Linked DNA regions of Mus musculus: region 2 is linked to region 1. Evidence: chromatin contacts called from public Hi-C data. All regions are on one chromosome and are shown on one strand. The core of a region is the stretch at or near the end of the contact, and the rest is flanking DNA. Distances in the headings are between cores, read along the strand shown.

Evidence for each region. A called contact is a pair of places that touch in the nucleus more often than the background predicts.
Region 2: a contact with region 1 is called in a Hi-C map of the N1E-115 cell line, with 8 times the contacts expected there. The contact joins two enhancer-like sites. A contact is called at or near these places in 3 of 15 datasets of contacts at CTCF or cohesin (CD8 T cells, the G1E-ER4 cell line and the NIH/3T3 cell line), 47 of 484 Hi-C or Micro-C datasets (the BV-2 cell line, DN2 thymocytes, the F1.1 cell line and 30 more), 10 of 115 datasets of contacts at active chromatin or transcription factors (bone marrow-derived dendritic cells, embryonic stem cells, extraembryonic endoderm stem cells and 5 more) and 5 of 9 other capture datasets (adipose tissue, embryonic tail, embryonic trunk and 2 more).

Annotation. Positions count from the first base shown.
Region 1 is chr14:63,075,136-63,080,512 of GRCm38.p6, forward strand. Gm35908 (a long non-coding RNA gene) reads left to right here. Exons shown (of 4, transcript XR_874690.2): 3 at 625-733; 4 at 1,209-2,240. Among named protein-coding and RNA genes, the nearest start is that of Gm35908, 7.0 kb to the left of the region's middle. Within about 2 kb of position 1,321, at least 53 of the 459 cell types and tissues checked have an H3K27ac peak or open chromatin away from gene starts, as enhancers often do. A contact at or near this core is called in the N1E-115 cell line and liver, where this site is marked.
Region 2 is chr14:63,207,229-63,212,581 of GRCm38.p6, forward strand. All of the region lies in intron 2 of Gata4 (GATA binding protein 4), which reads right to left. Among named protein-coding and RNA genes, the nearest start is that of Neil2, 16 kb to the left of the region's middle. Within about 2 kb of position 3,248, at least 8 of the 459 cell types and tissues checked have an H3K27ac peak or open chromatin away from gene starts, as enhancers often do. A contact at or near this core is called in the N1E-115 cell line and liver, where this site is marked.

The DNA of each region.
Region 1 (5,377 bases), core at 71-2,570:
ACTCAGGCTTAGAAGCCATCTCTCCTCCTTTCTGACCACCCACCTAAAAGTGGCCGCCCAGGGGCTGTTTTTGTCCATGGTGTGCCTCGCTGGTGGAGATGAAGGCAGAGGTGTCAGGAAAGTGCCTCGCTGGCACGCCATCACTCCTCGAGTAAACTCTATGAAATCCTCTTGCTTTAGGCCAGGTGTGTGGCTTCACTGACCTCCGCCTGTGGGATCAGTGAGCCCACAGGAGAGCTGACTCCTAATAAACCTGCCTTTATCTATTTTTAATCTGTTCTAATCTGTCGCAGAGGGAGAGAAAGGGTCTATCACTCATCCTTCAGAAGTGCATGTGGGTTTCAGGATGAGTAGCTGATGAAATGTTTCTGGGTCAAAGGCGTATGTGTTCTGCATTGTGAAGATGAGGAACATGGAAGTATTTGGGGGACAGGAGAGTCCTCCTCCGTAGATGCAGGATAGTTTGGGTTAAGATGGAAAGATGAAACTTGGCCTTGGAGTCAAAAGGCAGGAGAGGCTTTGGGTCCCTAATCTACAAGCTCAGCAGGGGCGGGGCTTCAAAGCAGGCCCTGAGTGAGGAGGCTTTGCTTTCAACATGGACTCCCACCCTATCTCTTTCCACAGATGGCAAGATGGTCAGGATAAGCACATGGAATCTAGCCCAAAGTCGTCTGGCCGTGGGTCAGTCTGGGCCTAGAGGACCCAGGAGTCCAGACACCTGGAGTTTGGAGAGGTATAGTTTCCGGAATTGGTGTGTGGGCAGGGGGTGTGGAGTGCAGACAGCAAGGAGGGGCTGATGAAGAAGAATGAGGTGGAGTCGCGGGAGGAGATGAAGGCAGAGGTGTCAGGAAAGTGCAGATGCAGCAGGCACAATCGCGGGTGGAGGAGCAGGTAGCACCGAGCTCAGGTGATGGGCAGGTGGGGGTGGGGTGAGATATGGAAACCAGGCACCTGTGCCGCGGGAATGTGCTGCAGGTCCATACAAACTTAGGGTCATTAGACTATGGTATGAGAGAGTTTCTTAAGTTCCCTATCTACAGACCCCATTCCTTCAGAGACAGGAAAGGAGAAACACCAAAGTCACAGCGGAAAAAGTCAGGGAGGTCTGTATTGGCGTGTTCTAGCAGGAACACTGGCATCCCTGTGAGGAGACTGCTCCTCCTGGATGGATCCTATTCGCTCCAGATAATTGACTGTTCTTCCACCAGGTAAGCCACTTGGTGGCGCTGTGAGCATGAAAAGCGGGCTCTGTAGCCAATAAGCCTTTTGCAAGACTGGAGGTGTGACTTGGAGACTGTCTAAGGGGCAATGTAAAAAGCTCAGCCTACATCCGGACCCCGGCTGGAAACAAATACGGACATAGAGAGGTCCTGCGAGACACCAGGAGGCAGACAAGGCAGGGATGACGACTGTCTGTCTTGTGACCAGGAAACGGGGTTATGAGACCTATTCAGCTTTCTTTGACTCCGCGCTGTTTGGTTAGGAAAGGGCATATGTGTGCAGAGAACAAACAATACAGGGGAAGGGAGTCTACAGAGAGCTGCTGAACTCTAGCTGCCCCCAACAGACCTCCGGTAAAGGAAAAGGAAGACGCGAAAAGTGACCCACAGCTGGGAAACCTACAGGTCAAAACTCGGAGTAGGGCCTGGGGCAGGATGGGGGTGGAGGTGGAGGTGGGAGTGGAACACACCTTAAAATCCCAGCACTAGGAAGGCAGAGGCAGTCTGATCTTCATGAGTTCAAGTCTATCCTAGGCCATAGGGCAAGTTCCAGAACAGCCAGAGCTACACAGAGAAACCCAGTCTTGAAACAAACAAACAAACAAATAACAACAACAACAACAATAAAATAGAGCCTGTTAGGAAGGGCTGAGGACAAGGCCTTGATTGAGCATAGCTGTTCTCCAACTTCTCAGAACCCCGTGCCTGATAACTGTGTCATAGTAGGGTGACAATGAATGACAATAATAGACCATAGGTTTCAAAAAGGTGAGAAACAAGGTTACACAGGGTCTCTCTGTGTAGCCTTGGAACTCACTATGTACACCCAGGCTGGCCTCAAACTCAGAGACTGCTTCCGCCTCCCGAGCTCTGAGATTAGAGGTGTGCACCACCACACCCTGCCTAAGGGCTGGAGTTAGGTCCCTTGCCCAGCACTGAAGAGTTGTCAAGCCCCAGTCAGATGGCTCTCAGCCATCTGCAACTCCAACGCCAGGGGTATCTGATGCCCCCTTCTGGCCTCCTTGGGAACTGCATTCACAGAGCAGCATAAAATATATTTAAAAATTGGTATCTCTGAGAGAGAGAGAGAGATGGAGTTTGGTCGAGTGGGTGGGTAGGTAGCTGGCCAGGGACACCCAGGGAATCTTATCTCCACCTTCCCGGACTGGGGTTACAATCACCACCATCACACTCAGCTTTTCCACTTGAGTCCTGGGGATCAAACTCAAATCTTCATGTCTATGCAACATCCTCACTTCACCTACTGAACTATCTCCGCAGCCCTAGTTAAAATTATTAACTGGTACATAAAGGCATACAATTGTGCATGTTAAGGAAATAATGTGTGATATTTTGATATGTATACACATTCCACAGTGTTTAAATCACATTAAACATGTTTTCTCAAAAATTATTTTTATTTTAAAATTTTTCTTTTCCTAAGACACCCCGCCCCAAACAAACCAAAATCATCTGTGTTTACACTAATCCTTTCCAATGTTCACACTATTGATGACGAAAATCCCCTAGTGCAACTTTTTTTTTTTTTTTGGTTTTTCGAGACAGGGTTTCTCTGTGTAGCCCTGGCTGTCCTGGCACTCACTTTGTAGACCAGGCTGGCCTCAAACTCAGAAATCCGCCTGCCTCTACCTCCCGAGTGCTAGGATTAAAGGCATGCGCCACCACGCCCTGCTCTAGTGCAACTTTTATTACAAACTCAAGGAGTTTGGGTGTGGAGACCCATGCTCCTAATCTCAGTGGTAGAGAGACAAAAGCAAGAAGATCAGGAGATCAGGGCCACCCTTGGCTACACAGCAAGTTCAAGGCCCACCTGGGCTACGTTTGATCTTGTCCCAAAGAATCAAACAACAAAGCAAAAACAGAAAGAGATCAGGGAGGTTGAGGGTGTGTTGCTCGGTGGCGGAGGCTGCCTGTCGTTGTGAGGCCTTTAGTTTGATCCCCAAAACCACAGAATAGAAGAAGTGGGGGAGGGGGGGAGGACTTTCATCAGGAAAGCCTAAGAGCTACGTTGTTGCTTTCTGCTATGAAACAGCTATCTCTCTGTGTTGAGTGCTTTTCTTTTTCTCAACCAACACTGCCATTGCACATTGCTGGGGAGCACGGGAGCACTGCATCACACCCAGGATTGTCTTCAATGACCCTGCCTCCTGATGTCACGCCTCTGTCGCAAGCAGCTGTCTGCAAAACTGGTCTCAGAAATGATGGTCTGATTTCTCAGACAAGGTCATAAAGACTGTCCTGCTTTCACTGTGGGGAAGTCAGCCACCGTGTGGTGGGGAGCACTCCAGCAATCCCGATGGGGAGAAGCTGAGGACCCCTCACCAGCAGCCAGCACCAGCTTGCCAGCCATGCAGCGAGCCACCTTGGAAGTAGATCTCCAGCCTCAGTTGGACCTTTTGGGAACTGATGCTCCCACAGGACAGGCAGTATGATGGAATTCCTGGAACCCTGAGCCACAGCAGCCTTACCCCTCTTTCCTCACCCCCTCCCCTGCCCCCTCCTCCACACTACACTCTCTCGGGTTCCAGATGTTCTAGAACCACCCCATCGCTGTTCCAGGTTAAATAGAAAATCTCCTCCACAGGCTCATGGATTTGAAAATGGGCTCTACCTGACAGCCCTGTTCTCCAAGGCTGTGGAAACTTCTGGACACAGGGCTGTCTAGTCTCATTTGCAGCATGTATAGTTTCTGCTTTCTGGTTCAGCTCGACTTGAGTAGCTCAGCCGCAGGCTCCGCCCTCTTAAACCATCCCCCATGGACCTCAGTCCCCAAAGCCATGAGCCTTGAGTTGCTTCTGTGGGTTATTTTGTCATTGCCATGAGAAAAGTATCCAATGCAGTCGTAAGTGAGTTGTTGCTCAGCAAAACAATTCAGTAGAAGCGCCTGCCGAGTAGCCTGAGAACTAGAGTTCCGATTTCCCAAGTAAAAGCTGTGGGGGCTCCCTGCTTGGTGGCACACACCTTTAATTCCAGCATTCGGGAAGCAGAGGCAGGTGGATCTCTGTGAGTCTGAGGTCAGCTTGATCTACATAGTGATTTTCAGGTTAGCCAGGGCTATGTAGAGAGACCCTGTCTCAAAAGCCAAAAATCAAAACAAAACAAAAACCCAGCCGGGCGTTTGCAATCTCAGTGCCCTGTTAGCAAAGACAGGGAATCCTTGGAGCAAATGAACTACAATGAACTAGTTAGAGTAATCAAAAGGGTGGTCTCCAGGGCCATCAAGAGGGAGGGAAAAATTCAGCGTCAACCTTAAGGCCCCCTCCCCCCCCCCCCGCCCCCCACGTATGCAGGTGCGCAGAGCAGACAGGAGCAGAACTGTTTTGGTTCCCGCTCTTCCACTACTACTATATCATTTTACCTTTGAACCTCCATTACCTTTACAAAATAAAAGAGCTGTGGGTGTATGTAGTTCAGTGGTAAAGCTCATGCTTAGTGTGTGTGGTGGAGGAGGCATGAACATGCCTTGCACATACTTAAAGGATGGAGCAAACATGAACCTGACGCGGCGCCAGGCTTAGGGAAGGGACATGCACTGGTCCTGCTAAGCACACACTGCACACTGTCAGTCACGCTAACTGTAGAATGGGTCTTTTTTATCTGCCTTCAGAGCTGCTGCGGGAGCCTAGTGGGAATCTGCGGTCAGCAACTTGTAGACTCTGAAAGACCGTGTAAACGTGCTGGAGTTAGCATCTGAGGGCCTAGGTCCTGGGACTCTGGCAGCAGGACTTCCTCTGTAGAAGGTTAACCATGGGGGTCTACCAGGGTTGTTCTGCCGCTGTTATCGCAGAACTGTAGGTAGAAAGCAGCGGGAAGCCGGGTCCCCTTTCCAGGGACCATCTGAAGTCACAAAGCTGGGCCACTGAAACCTCAAACACCAATGTAGATAAGGCATGTGACTGCAGTCAGGAGACACTGAGCCAACTGGGGGTGATCAAGAAAGGAAGCAAAAATCCTGAAGTGAGAGGTCTTTAGTGATGACTAAAGAAGAAATCCGCTGACCTCCGCTGTGCTGGGAAATCGCCCTCGTGTGTCTCTGGGCAGAACAGTCCTGAGTCCAGAGTTCAGGCTCAGCGACCTTCCTTCCTCCTTTCTGCCTAGGAGTCCCTCTGGCTTGAGGACCGGCCTGTGAGGTGGTT
Region 2 (5,353 bases), core at 1,998-4,497, 130 kb after region 1:
CAGGAGTTCCCAGAGCCAGAAGCCAGCAGGGCTGAGAGGGAGTTAGCAGTAGGCTTTTGTTCGCCATGAACACTAGATGGCACTACAGTCTCTAAATGTAACCAAGACCACAATGTTTCTCTAATAGGTTCAACTCCATACTCTCCCTTTAAAGATGCTCATGCCAGTTTCTTTCCCCCTCTGGTTCATTTCAACTCTAGGGTAAAAACCCCTTGTGATCCACTGCTGTTTGTGAGAAGGGAGATCCCGCTTTCCCGCGCTCCCTCACACTTTGCCCATTCCTGTACATGCATATCAAAGGAAATTAGCGGAGTCCATAGATGTGTCCTCTCTGGTGCCTACTCATCCATCCCTGCTCTGAGAACTCAACACAAAGGCTGACTTGAGGAACCCCCTGCGAGTGCACCTCAAAGACCAGGCAGTGCCTTCTAACAGTGGTTTTCCTACCCAGGTGAAGTCATTGGACATTGATGAATATGCATTCATCACCCAGACACATTTAGCAAACATCTGTGATTTAAACAAGCTGACAGATGCCACAGGAGCTAAGAGGGTGCCTAGGTCTCAGAATGCTAGTGGTCGGGGTTAACAGACTGGCCCTGAGAATCAATAGTGAGCGACAAGATGACTCATTCCATTTTCAGAACTGTCAACTGGCTGTGGACTTCGTGGCAGATACCGTTGGCCTAGGATAGGAATTGTGGAAGTCCCACCCAGATAGACCTGTTAGTGCCACTCAGCAGCCAAAGGAGGGGGCAGGGCAGGAAGCAAAGACCATGTTTCCTCAAGACGTCTAGCCAGGCATGCCTGTGTATGGAGTCCACCACAAAATCTTACTACCCAACCACTTCGGTGAAATGTTACATGGGTATTTTATTTTTTAAAAAAGACTTGTTTTGTGTGTATAAGCACTTTGCCTACATGAATGTATATGTACCATGTGTGTGCCTAGTACCTGCAAAGATGAAAAGGCATCAAACCCCCTGGAACTAGAGTTACTGATGGTTGGGAGCTACCGTGTGGATTCTGGGAACCGAACCCTGTTACTCTGCAAGAGCAACAAAGTGCTCTTACTCACTGTGATGTCTCTCCAGCCCCTATAGGGAAACCTCAAGTGATTAATACAAAGGCGATGTAATGGAGGTGCAAGATGCTGACTCTGACTTGCAAAATGAGAAACAGAACATGCAAGGTGCCCTGCAGCATGGTGGCAACAGAGGCGGCCAGAAAGCAGCTTTGCTGGGACTAATTGTGGGGGCTTCTCTTTTCAGGAAAGCGCTGCTCTATGACATCATAACTTCTTTTTAAAATTCTCATTTTGAAAGAGAAGAAATATGATTCCCAAGCAAGCACCACCTGGGTTGGGGGAGCTTTTTATGCTCTTATGTAGGACACAGAAATAAATCCCCCTTCCCTCTGAGCTGAGGAACTGGAAGAATGCAGCCCATCTCTGCTACTTAGTACTTACTCTGGGGGAGAATGGGTGCCCCAGCTACGATCCACAAGTCAGTACTTCTTACTCTTTACCCCATAAAGTGCAGGGTGTACCTTCCCAGAGGGCAAGTTGAGGGCTCAGCCGTGGCTCCAGCCTGTGACAGCCTGCCTAACACTCCCACCCCTCCCCAGTACAGGTTTGGTCCTCCCACTGGGGGGCGGGGCAGTGGGAATTGACCCTAGAGAGTGGGTCAGCATCTCCCTCTGAGATGAGATAGACTCTGAGAGGATAGTCTTGTAATAATAGCTGCAAAGCATTTTGCAAACAAGAGAGAAAATGTCCAACAATGGCTGTGGAGTGCTCTGTAAACACCCAGTGGGATACCGATGATGGATTATCCTGAGGTTGGGGCAGAGGGGCAGGGGGCAGGGAAGGCAAGGGACAGAGGAACTAGGGAGAAGTTGAGGACACACACGAAAGAGAAGACTTAGAAATCTGATGCTTTCTCTAGGCATAGATGAGGCCAGACTTAGAGTCATAGATATCCTAACTCCTTTGAAGCTGCAGGCTATGAACATTGGAAGCAAAAGTTAACAGTATATATGTAGGAATTCTCAAAGTTGCTGTTTGTAGGAAATGGGAAATTCTTTCCTAATCTCAGAGACAGGCACCTAACTCCTCCTTAACACCCTATGCCCTACTTTAAACATGTTTCTTTCAAATGGGAATACATTGCCACAGGATGGATATTCCTAGAAACTATGGCAAGTTACAGCCACCCACATGCCTGGAAGGAAAATGGGGCCCTGACTTCTTGAAGCTAATACAATTAAAGGTAGGGACTCAACCTACCCCTACCTGTCTATTCATCCTGTGGAACTCACCCATAAGGCTCGGCAAATCACAGGAAGCAAATGTGGACCGGAAGAAGGACAGGAGGAGGAGAAAAGGAGAGAGGAAGAGAAGAAAACCAGGTCATGCCAGCAGCACCCTTCTGGGCACCGTGAAGAGTAGGGTTTGTCTCTTGACCTTTGAGAAACAATCCCAAGTAGCTGATGCCGCATTGCCAATTTGCACTTTGAGGGTCACACAGGCCCTAACCTGCTGTGGGTGAGTCCTTCCATCTTTCATCTGTTGGTGGAGAACAGAGTCAGAGACAAAGCCCATGCTGGAGGGACATTAGCTCCATGCTCGGGTGTCTACTTGATGTGATCTCTTCTGGACGTCTGCAGCTCAAACCTTCACCTTCTGTCTGCTATATACTGACTGCCCCCCACCCCCACCCCCCGGGCAAGTGCTGAACACACAGGCTTGGGAGAAAAATTGGAGCAAAATCTCTTTCCAAAGGTGCATTGACCCAGCTGAGAACACACAGCTCAAAGCAAATAATTCTATTAAATATGGCAGACTGCCATGAATCTGGCCTTCAGTACCCTCTCTCCACTTCTGTTGTCCTACATCACTGTGCCATGTATTCAAAGAGGGGTGACACACCATGCAGTGATCATGTCCATGCCCAAGGTAGCTAGCTATCAGGAAAAGAGCCAGAAGGAGAAGAGAATCCAAAAAGGAGAATCTTTGTGTGGGAGGGGAACAGGGTAGACACAGCCTGAACTGAATGCAAGGGACTTTTCCCTGGGCTTGGGGGGGCTTCAGGAGTGGGAATTCCACAGCCCCACCCAAACATCCCATGCTGAACTCCAGTCTCACACACAGTCAAAGTTTAGTACATTGGATTTCCTGACAGGCCACACTCAGTCTATCCCTGTGGCTGGCGCCTGGATCTGGGGAATAGGAAACAAACAAACCCCAGGGTTTTTCTGGCAACAGCTGAGCAAGCTTTAGCCCTCTGGGCTTTCTCAGGCGGCAGCAGAAGCCTGTGACAGGAGGCTGGCTGGCCAGGAGGGCCACTGCTCCTATGGTGCTCAAATGGGATTAAAGCACCTATTTTAGAAACTCAGAGAGTGTGGATCATAAGTAGTTACACAGCTAGGCCTTGGGCATATACCCTGTGAAGGCCTCCTTAACCTCTACTTCTGTGCAGGGACGCTTTAATGCCAGTGTCCATGTGGGACAAGCCTCAGGCCTATAGGGACTCTAAAACGTGACTCAGGTTCTGAAACAGCATATATGGGCAAGGATGTTCTAGATGGAAAGGAGGGAAGAAGGGAGGGAGAGATAAAACATCATCCCAGTGAAGAGGACATGTGGTGGTTTGTATACGCTTGGCCCAGTGAGGGGCGCCATTAGGAGGTGTGGCCTTGTTGGAGGAAGTGTGCCGCTGTGGGGGTGGGCTTAGGGAGCTTCTTCCTAGCTGCCTAAGGATGCCAGTCTCCTCCTTGTGGCCTTCAGATCAAGATGTAGAACCCTTTGCTTCTCCTCTAGCACTGTGTGGGCCTGGACACTACCATGCTTCCTGCCATGATGTTAACAGACTGATCCTCTGAATGTGTAAGTCAGCCCCTATGAAATGTTGTCCTTTATAAGAGTTGCCTTGATCATGGTGTCTCATCATAGCAATGGAAATCCTAATTAAGACAGGAAGGAAAGAAAAGAGGGAAGGGGAGAGGGGGAATTAGACAGGAAAGTTGAAGAACAGATGACTAAAGAGAGTATCTTCGGCTTTTTGTCAAGAGCTAATACTCAGAGGCCTCACATACTATAAGTAGGCATGGTCCTGCCACTCTATTTCCTCTGAGAACCAGAAGTTCTTCCCTCAGAAAGTCCCACAGTCTCAACTACCTACTACTCCTGCTCCTACCTGGCCTGTCACTGTTGAGTCAGTGTTAGAGGTCAGCCCAGGGTAAGGAGCAACTGAGGGATGGTTTGTAGAAATGGCTTGAAAAACAGGCATCATTTGCTAACTACTGATCTTGTGACTTTTGGCCCTGACCCAACCCTTTCTGGCTGTTATGTGAAGCTTATTCTCAACAGAATGTGTTAGCAACAGAGCCAAGAAGAGTCCAGGACCCAAACATGCTGTCTTCCCAGCATGTCTGGTCTCCAAAGCTTTAGGGGCAACTACGTGTCATTGCCCTGAAGTGTAGCCACTAGAAGAATGCTTCCCAGCCTCTATCACTGTTGTGAGCAGACCTTCCAGAATATGATGAGAACAGGCTTCCATGCAGAGTGCAGGATCCACCATAAAGCCCCGGAAGAATACTTGTGCCTCAGCAACGATTCTGTCCTAGACAACTGTGCTCTGCAGCTTGGGCCTTTGCAAGTACCATGGTAACAAACCCCACAACTTCCTTTGTCCCAGCCAGACCCTCCCAGATAAGGTGTTCAATGGATGCTCAGAATATGGTTCAGTAAATCCCGCCATCACCGTGTCTCCTGTGGTGACACGCCAGAGCTCTCCAGGCTTTAGGTTAGCAGCCATTAGCTTGGCTGCACCCATAGAGTCCTGATGAATGAACAAGCAAAAGCCTTGCTGGATTCTGCCCCATGGTGCCCTCTCTTCCCTCCACCTGGCTGTCTGACAGCTCTGCAGCTCCTCCCTCCTTCCCACATGTGGGCTCACGGGTGGTGGGGCGCCTGGAGACTACTACAGCAAAGGTGGACCTAAAAGCAAGCAGTGAAGGACGAGCATCTTCATGAACCTTCAGAGGAAATCAAGGTCTAGAGAAGAAGACACATGACCTGAGAGTGCCACTCCCAGGAAGGCCAGTGACCTAACCCTGCCCTCCCCCACACCACACTGCTGCCCTCTGGGTCATTCCATCTGTAGCGCTCTGCACACAACATGAACTCAATCTACACTGACCCATGGGGCTCCACAAAGATCTGAACCTTCTCCAAGTGTCTCCTGGGGCACCCAGGAGGGTGATACAGATTTGACTGGACTCTGTCCCTAGTCACAGTGATACTGGTCTAAGAGAGTTATCTCCGCAGCACGAGAGGTTAGCAAGAACACAC